2 separate regions of the Gossypium arboreum genome follow, and region 1 is linked to region 2. Evidence: chromatin contacts called from public Hi-C data. All regions are on one chromosome and are shown on one strand. Each heading gives the region's core, a stretch centred on a gene start, on an enhancer-like site or on the middle of the called end of the contact. The rest is flanking DNA. Distances are from core to core; before and after follow the strand shown. Region 1 holds the start of LOC108468848 (putative RING-type E3 ubiquitin transferase C3H69). Region 2 holds the start of LOC108469895.

Region 1 (4,604 bases), core at 1,229-3,728, 220 kb after region 2:
TAAAAGTGAAATTGTTAGATATCATGGTTGAGATTGGGCTAAGAACCAGCTAAATCATTATGCAATCATAGTGACAAAAATAAGAGAAAAGGACAAGGAATCACCAGAAAGAAGGGGACAGGGAAAATGGTGAAACAGAGAACTATAATATAAAATTAACATCTAAACAGCTTAGAGTTGATAAGATCCAAGAAGGCATACATTTAAAAGTACTAGAAAAAGAAATTTATAGGTTTTGCAATGAATTGAAGAACGAATAGTGAATTGTTACCTTGTAAAAACAACTATTACCAAAAGGACAGTTCCCGTTTCCAAAGTTGAAGTGCTTGCAATTTATTGTCCTGCAAGGGTGAAAAACAAAAAAGGAGATTTACTAGTCAGAAAAGTAAATTTGTCATACAAATCTACAAATCCTAGGTTTAGCATCTTCTCTTACGTTATTCAAGTATCTAAGCTTGAAAGACAGATCACAGCCTAAAAACATTCTACACGGCAATTTCTTTTTGAAAATCCAACAGATTCTGTCTTCGCATGGAGGGGAAATTAGATGATCTAATTCACCCCATCATAAGATAGATTTTACAAATCATCCAAACAATCCATCAATATATATATATATATATATATCTACATGTACATACTTTTGACAACTTAAACTAATAGTGCATGTAAGCAGGAAATGTAAGAAGCATTGAACTGCAATCACAATACCTCAATTTTGCCTTATAGCCATCTAGAATTCGCTGCTTTTCTTCTGGAGTCCAATACCAAATGACACTTGGAATGACAAAGTATGATAGCTTGCGGCAGATTGGGCAAGCCCTCAAGGCAGTATTGACATCCATTCCAGACGAAGGAGAACTGCTACGCCAATTTCTAATGCAAGATATGCAAAATGGATGATCACATTCTGAAAGCAACCCAAACTTACGTTCAGCTGCTGTGGGCTTCGAGAGAACACGATCCAAGCACACACTACACTCTATTTCTTGACTATGCTTCAATGCATCAAGGTATTTTTTCTTTTTCTTACACATTTTTATATGTTCCTCCCTTTCTTCAGGTCTAAAAGGATGCAAACAATGTTTCTCACAGGTGGGACACAAGTCTCCATGAATATGAGGACATTTTTCTCCACGGGGACAATTTCCAGCTACAGCAAATGAGCAGATAGAACGTTCAACCGGATTAGTGCTCCTAGGCTCCATAGATTCACCATTGTCTGATGGATCTTGAGGCCCAGATTCCAAATCGCATGGTTGTTTGAAGGGAGCAAGGCAAGCTCTACTGGAACCAGGAACCTTATTAGAAGCAGCTGGAGGTACAACCGACCCAACAAATGCAGTTTTTGAAGGAGTTAAAGGCATAGTATCTGATAATGTAGATTGTTGAGGTGCTGTTGATGAAGACGAAGCAGATGGATCTGATTGAGAAGCCTTAACATGTTCATATCTGCACCGACTACCATAAAAGCAGTTTCCTTTCTGGTAGAACGTGCAAATCTGGAATGCACAAGAAACAAGAATAAGGTAACCAAAAAGCATCATCAACAGGTAAATGCAAAAAGGCGAAGGGAAGGGAAACTTCCTACATTGTTAGGTGGGTGCTTCCATTGATGGGAAAACTCACAATGCTCCCCTTTTAGGCACGCTCCATGAGCAAAGAACTTGCAAAGAACTCTGAAATGATAAGAAAATTAAAAGTTACAAAACATGCAGTCTACATCCAGATTGATCCTGACATCATCCACAAAATAATGGAACCAGGATTGAAGTTTTGGTGAGACAGCGAAATAAGTAACTAAAATTCATTCATAAAATAATGGAACCGGGAATTCATTCATACAGAAAAAGCTGAAAAAATAAACAAACATTTTCCAATATTTCATAAAAAAATTAGGAAATATCGGCAAAATTTAACATTAATAAGCAGGATGGTTATTAAAGAATCCATACTTAACGACAGAGAGATAAGATTGCAGCTAGACATAAGAGTTGAAACCAAGGACAAAATAAATTGAAGCCTCAAAGGGATAGGAAGAGAATGATCAAGGGATAATAAACAATTTAAAGCATCATAATCATCAGATAAATAGAATGAAATTACATGAAATGAAACAAAATTATGAACTCTTGAAGAAGAAAAAAAGGGGGGAGGGGATTAATTGAAAGATGAAAATCACCTCTTAGGCATGGAGAATGGGCGATTGATTCAGAGAATGAAAGAAGCCAAGAAATTAAAATTATAAAAAGAGAAAAAAGAAGGGAGGTGTTGGATTGAAAGATGGCTGAAGAAAAGAAAAGGAAGAGGGGATCAGCGAAATTGAAGGTGGGTTCTTTCAGAGTCTGGATATTGTAACTAACATACATGTCATCAACGTTACACATTCACATAAACATAGGATTTGATTTGGCGGTGAGTTGGTTGTCCGTACAAGACCGGAGTCAAACGCAAAGGAAAGGGGGCAAAAGTTGTCTAATTATGGAAATGGCCCCTTCTCTTCTCATAATTCTGCAAATCATTTTGGTTTTCAGTTTAATTAGTTTAACATTGTTGAAACTATTTTAAAATTTTAAATTATTAATAGTAAAAAAATACCAAATATAATGAAATATGTATTTAAAGAAAACAAGGATGAAAGTAAATCAAAAGATAATAATAAAAAAGACTGAATTATTTGTCAAAAATAAAAGCATTATCATTTATATGTTTTAATTGATTTATTTAAATCTCGATTTTTATTTTTATTATTTTTGTCAATTCTCTACTTTTCTTTTAATTTAACTTATACTATTAAAACCTCCAACTAATCAAGTTCATAGTTCAATTAGTGGATGCAGTCAGATATTTAAAACCAATTTTTCTTCTTGCTTTATTATCATTATTATTATTTAAAAGCTAAATCTATTAATTCATTCCATGGATATAACCATATAATTTAGAGAGAAAGAAAATAACAAATACTCGTCGTAAATAGGGAATGACAAACTCCATCAACACGTTTTCAATTGGTTTTGTCATAACTCAAGCACGACATGTCTAGAGTGATTGCAAGCACTTAACATAATAAGAAAATTAACCCCAAATGGTCCAAAGAGACTAGTAAAAATCAAAAAAAAATTTGAGCTAATATTACATGCATAAGCAAGACTAAAAACCGTGCTATAAGAGCAGACAAAAACTTCTAAACCTAAAAACTTATTAAATAATAAAAAAAATAATAAAATATATAAAATTTAAGACAACACGAATACAAATCGATTTGTAATTTTTTAGCCACTAATTGAATGAAAATACTTAAATATTGAATGTCAATGCATTTATTTTATTGTGGCAGCTCTTAGCTTTATATTATTAAAGTATTTTATTTAACATTTAAATTTTTATTAATAAATATTTTCTTGATTGATACGGTTGGTGTAATAATTTGAAGGTTGTGGACTCAAACATTTTAAGCACCTAATATCCTCATCTTTAAGAATTTGAAATTATGAGTAGTTTAAATATTATATAAAAATTTATTTTTGAAGTCATAAAAATAAAATAAAATATTATTATATTAACAATAAGGGATATTTGGTTCACCTTTTTGCTTGCTCTTTAAATTAACAAAGAAAAAAAATGCAAATAAATGCTACACATTATTGATAAGTCGTTCACACTATTTTGAAGTTTGAGTTTAAGTCTCGTCATTTGTATTTATGATGCAGATCTCTTTTTTTTCATATGTATATACTTTATATGGGTTTTGTCTAATTTTAAATCTATTGTGTATTGTATTGATTGAGTTATATCCTAATAAACATAGGTGAAACTTATTGGTGATGGAAGACAATTTTCCAAATATAGTGACTTGTTTTAATGTTGATAGAAAGCTTCCAGGCCTGAACCCAGTTCCACAAACAAAGATATCTTGCTGACCATCGTTTTAAACTTTTTGTTTGTTTGTTCTTCGGTCGTTCACATAATTATGTCCCAAGACTAGGACTAAACTCAGGGCCACTGGTCAGACACGTACTGAGATGGAACAGACAAAAAAAAAGGGTTTATAACGAAGCACTACAGTTCACAGAATTCTAGTTTTCTGGCCAACCTCATCCTTTTACCGAATAAAACAATACTCTTATGTATGCTCTTGCATCAGCAGCCAAGTATAACATTCTTAAATGAACTTCAAACTTCGCTATATATAACAGTTATCGGCACCCTTCTATAATTAACTTGCGTGTTTCATTTACTCGTATTTCTATGGGTTCCTTATCCGATCAGCCTCAGCCTCACTTTGTGTTTTTCCCTTTCATGGCTCAAGGTCACTTGATCCCCATGGTAGATATTGGCCGACTGTTAGCACAACGTGATTATTACTATAGTTACAACACCTCACAACGCAGGCAGAGTCCAGAATACGATTGCCCGTGCCATTGAGTCAGGGCTCCCTATCCGTTTAGAGCAGCTCCAGTTTCCTGGCAAAGAAGAAGGATTGCAAGATGGGGTTGAGAATCTAGAGTCTAGACATGCTGTATTCAACGGAGGACTTTTTCAATTTCTTCATTGCAGCAAACAAGATGGAAGAAGCAGTGCAGCAATTATTTGAGAAGCTAACA
Region 2 (4,327 bases), core at 27-2,526:
ATGGCAAGTTTGGAAGCTGAAGACCCTTTTACAAATTTGGGGGGTTTAGATTCTTCTAAAGCTGCAGCCTTGTCTTTTTCATCCTTCTGTTGTTGAAGCTGTTTAAACCTCTCCATAAAGGAACCATAACTAACAAAAAGGCTAGATGGCACTCCTTTCTCCATGGGGAAAGAGCCAACAACACTTGCTGGATAAGTAAAAGCTCTGAGCTATTCAGATATTGCAGCGGTGGGTCTTAAGGTCTGAATTTATAATAAGAGTAAGAGATGGTATTACATTTACACAAGATGTTTCACCCTTCAAATAAAACATACACACATTTGGCAAAAGCAGAATTGAGAACTAAAGAGGCACATCGATAAATTCCCAGTTCTTGAGGATAACCAGTGTCTGATCAGTCAGATAAACAACACTTCAATTTGACTTTTCTCCATCCAAAAACCCAAAGGGCAGATAAACCATTAGCATTTAGCTGGACATAATTCTTCGTAAATTAACAGCAGAGATATGAAGCATGGGTAGCATCCGATACGCCCAAATAAAACAATTAAAAGCATTCTTAATACAGATAAACTGAAACTAAGAAAATAAAACAAAGGATAAAAGGGACGCAGTCGATCTAGCCGCTGATGGGTTGGGTTGGGGTGGGGCGGGGTGGGGTGGGGTTTATATAAAGTATTTATATTATTTTTTTTAAGTCTAGGTCTAGCTTAAAAAATAGATTTATTTTTTTGTTTAAGTTTATTCTGATTTAAAAAAATAAATTCGGTCCGACTTGATTTATTCATATTTAATTTTTTAAAAATATAATACACTAGTTAAAAGATAGAAAAATTGTTTGGCATTCTAAAATGAATGAATAAAAAATTAATGAAGGAGTTATATCAATACAATTTATTTTAAAATAGATAACATAAATTAGTACTAGAGCAATGGTAAAACACATAAATTAGTACTAGAGTAATGGTAAAATAAACTCAACCAACACTATCTGACTCAAAATAAATAGAATTTAGATGAAAAAATATTAATTCATTATCTAATTAAAGATTAAAATAATTTTTAACACATTAAAAATAATTATATTAAATGTTTTATTATATTAAAAATTAAAATAAATATAATAAATATTTTATTGAACTAAATATAAATTATTATTTTCTTAGATTTTGTACAATAATTATTGAATTAATAATTTAATATAAATATAAATATATATAATTATTATTTAATATATATAATTAATATAATATTATTTTATAACATTGGGTTGGGTCTGGAGAAAATATTTACTCAAAATCTAACCCATATAAAAAATGATCTTAAATTTCATTTAAATCTATTTTTCGAATCTCTCGTATTTTGCTTAAACTCTTCTGGCGGATGAGGCGGCCCAAGTTCAAGTCGATCTCTCGATTGAGCAAAGAAAAAGGAAAAGAAAGGAGACCTGTATCTTGTTAAGATTGAGTGGAAGAGGCAGAGGGAATCGTCGTTTTGATCTGAGCCACCCAGCCTACCTTTCCAACCAGGGAAAAACCCTTTATTTTATTTTATTTTTTAGTTTTATAAAGGAAGGAGGACATTAGGAAAGGTAGCAGGCCAAGGCCAAGAGGGTTAAAGAGAAAAAGAAGAAGAAAAACTGGGTTATTTACTTAGTGATAGTAATTAGTAAGTAATATGTATTAGTGAAGTTATCCAGTGATCCCACCCAGAGAGAAAGAAAGGTCAAACCCAATAGGTGTAGCATTTTATCTGCATTGGTATCTGTCTCTCTTTTGAGCATAAGAGCAAGAATGAGAGCAGTCCCATATTATTCCCAATCCCATCTTCTTCAAAGCCTAACACATATTAACAATACTTCTTCTCTTTCTTTGTTCCCAAACTTTCGCCCTTCTTCCCTACGCATACCACGCCTCTCTTCTTTCTCTAATACCAGGGCTGACACTCACACTAAGACTAAGAGTAAGACCCTTTTCTCTCTCCACTGATATATGTATATATGCTTGTTTTTTGTTCTTAATTAATTAAGTTTCTTAATTAATTAAGTTCACTGCCTTTCTTAATCTTCTTTCTTTGTGGGCTGGGTTGTTGCTGAAGTTGAAACAGGAAATGGGAACAACTCTCTGCCTGCCCCTGACCCCCAACAAAAATTGCTTCAAGTCGTCTTAGTTTCTCCTCAGGTATCTACTGTATTTTTCATCTTTAACGTGTTTTAGCTCATATACAAGCACCTCTACTTAATTGTTTTCCCTTTTCTGCCCTTGCCCATCCCTTCAGATTCCTGGAAATGCAGGTTGCATTGCAAGAACATGCGCTGCCTCAGCTGTTGCCCTTCACCTTGTTGGGGTATCTTTTTCTCTTCTCTTCTCTTCTCTCTTTTTTGTTTTACTTTACTTATTTTTGCCAACCTTGACCTTTTATTTAAGATGCTTCTGCTGTTGTATTTTTTCAGCCATTAGGATTTAAAGTGGATGATACTAAATTAAAACGTGCTGGACTGGATTACTGGCCGTATCCTCCCATATTTGTGTTCTCTAGATACCTTTTTTCCTGCTGAATGAAATGCATGGACACCCTTTCTCTCTATTTTCAATTTAAGATTCTATTCAAATTGGGCACTTCCTAATTGTTCATCAGTTCATAGTACAGTTTGGCATATATTTTTCTATCCTCGCAAACAAGTTTTCATATATAAATTATAGCCTCAAAGGCTTCCCATTTAGCATAGTTTACAAAGATTGACCCAAATCGCATTTGATCCACTTCATTTTCCTTACAACTCTGAAATATCTCCTACTCTCCTGTTTTGACCAATAACTTGATGTCAGATATGTTATTGTTAGAATACATGGCTCATGGGCGGAGTTTCAAAACTATTTCAAGCAACAGGTTTTTTCTCTTCCTGTCCCAACAATGGATTAGAAATGCTCCCTATCTTTTGTCATTAATTTCCTCCAAATATATTTGTTCCTATGATACAGGAAGGGGATAAGCGTTTGCTGGCTTTTACTAAAAGAGGAACAGCAATTCATTCAGTATGCTTTCTTTCTTTTTATACTCTATGATATGACCATTTGGAATGCTAGAATTATCTTCTTCTTTTTTTTCTTTGTCTTGCTATCATCACTTGATGCTCTTTTCCACCTTATGTTTTATGTTACTGTTAATTGCTAGCACTTAGGTTGCAATCTTTAACATACTATTAAGTTTCCTGATAAACATTCAGCCTAGAGTCTCTAAATCTTTTATGGCCCTCATTTAAATATCTTGTAAAGAGGTCAAGCAAAGTGCTAAAGTTGATCTATCTATGCATTTATCCTATGTTGGACGATAGCCATCTAAGTACTATATTGGTGCTCATTATAATTCTTTGGAACCATGCAGAGGCATTGGTTGTCAATGAATTCAAACAAGGGCTAGTCTGTTCTTGGTTGCAACGAGTGTTCCAATCTTTCATGACTTGGAATAAACTGATCTAACTTTGATTATCATTACCAAATGACAATTTTCTGTAACTAGAAAATCATTGAATTCACTGCAACTGCAAGAGAATGAATGTGAAAATATGACACTGACTTTGTTTCTCTACCTTTTTGACGAGATAAAAGGAGAGTCGGAAAATTTAGGTTAAACTTAACTAACTAGCTGGTCTCGGCACTATAGGCTTAGGAGCAAAATCAGTCACTCTACTATGAAAGTGAGGAACCTAGTTCTTGTACATTTAATTTTAAAGCAAATAGGAAAATCGTAAGCAATTTTAACTTTGAACATTAAAATTGCTGATTTATTGTGTTTTAAGTGACATGAAAAGAATTAAGCAATTTAGTAGTTATCATGTTTTAAAAAATGTTAGAATTTTGGGTTTTTGAAAACATGAAAATAAGCATTTTTAACTATTTAAGGTTATTTTCATTTGAAATTTTACCCATTTACTTTAAAACTGAATTGCTCATGTTTATAGTAGATGGACTGCTCCGGTTAAATTATGCTCTTAGGCGACCAATGACTATGATAAAGTTAATTTTGCATCCTAAGGGTTAGTTTTAATTATAACTTGACATTGTGTGTTGCAGGACTTTTCGTATAGAAAAGGTGATTATTTGATATTCGGCTCAGAAACTTGTGGCCTGCCTCCTGATGTGTTGTTAGATTGCAAAAGTGAAACTTTTGGTGGTGGAACCATTCGGATTCCAATGGTTGAGACTTATGTTAGATGTCTGAATCTCTCTGTGAGTGTTGGTATTGCTGTGTATGAAGCTTCAAGACAGCTCAACTATGAACAGCTTCAAGTGCCCTCTACAAATTCTGGTGATTTTGAACAATCATT

The links. A called contact is a pair of places that touch in the nucleus more often than the background predicts.
Region 1: a Hi-C map of leaf shows a contact between it and region 2, with 3 times the contacts expected there. The contact joins the promoter of LOC108468848 here to the promoter of LOC108469895 in region 2. A contact is called at or near these places in 3 of 5 Hi-C or Micro-C datasets (all in leaf).

The regions. Positions count from the first base shown.
Region 1 is chr8:20,239,999-20,244,602 of ASM2569848v2, forward strand. It overlaps LOC108468848 (putative RING-type E3 ubiquitin transferase C3H69), which reads right to left and starts at 2,479. Exons shown (of 8, transcript XM_017769709.2): 1 at 2,183-2,479; 2 at 1,592-1,679; 3 at 712-1,502; 4 at 272-341. The coding sequence starts at 2,193. It also overlaps the pseudogene LOC108469082.
Region 2 is chr8:20,022,819-20,027,145 of ASM2569848v2, forward strand. LOC108469895 reads left to right here and starts at 1,277. Exons shown (of 8, transcript XM_017771000.2): 1 at 1,277-1,962; 2 at 2,098-2,180; 3 at 2,278-2,346; 4 at 2,453-2,511; 5 at 2,829-2,889; 6 at 2,982-3,035; 7 at 4,074-4,308. The coding sequence starts at 1,794. It also overlaps the pseudogene LOC108467528.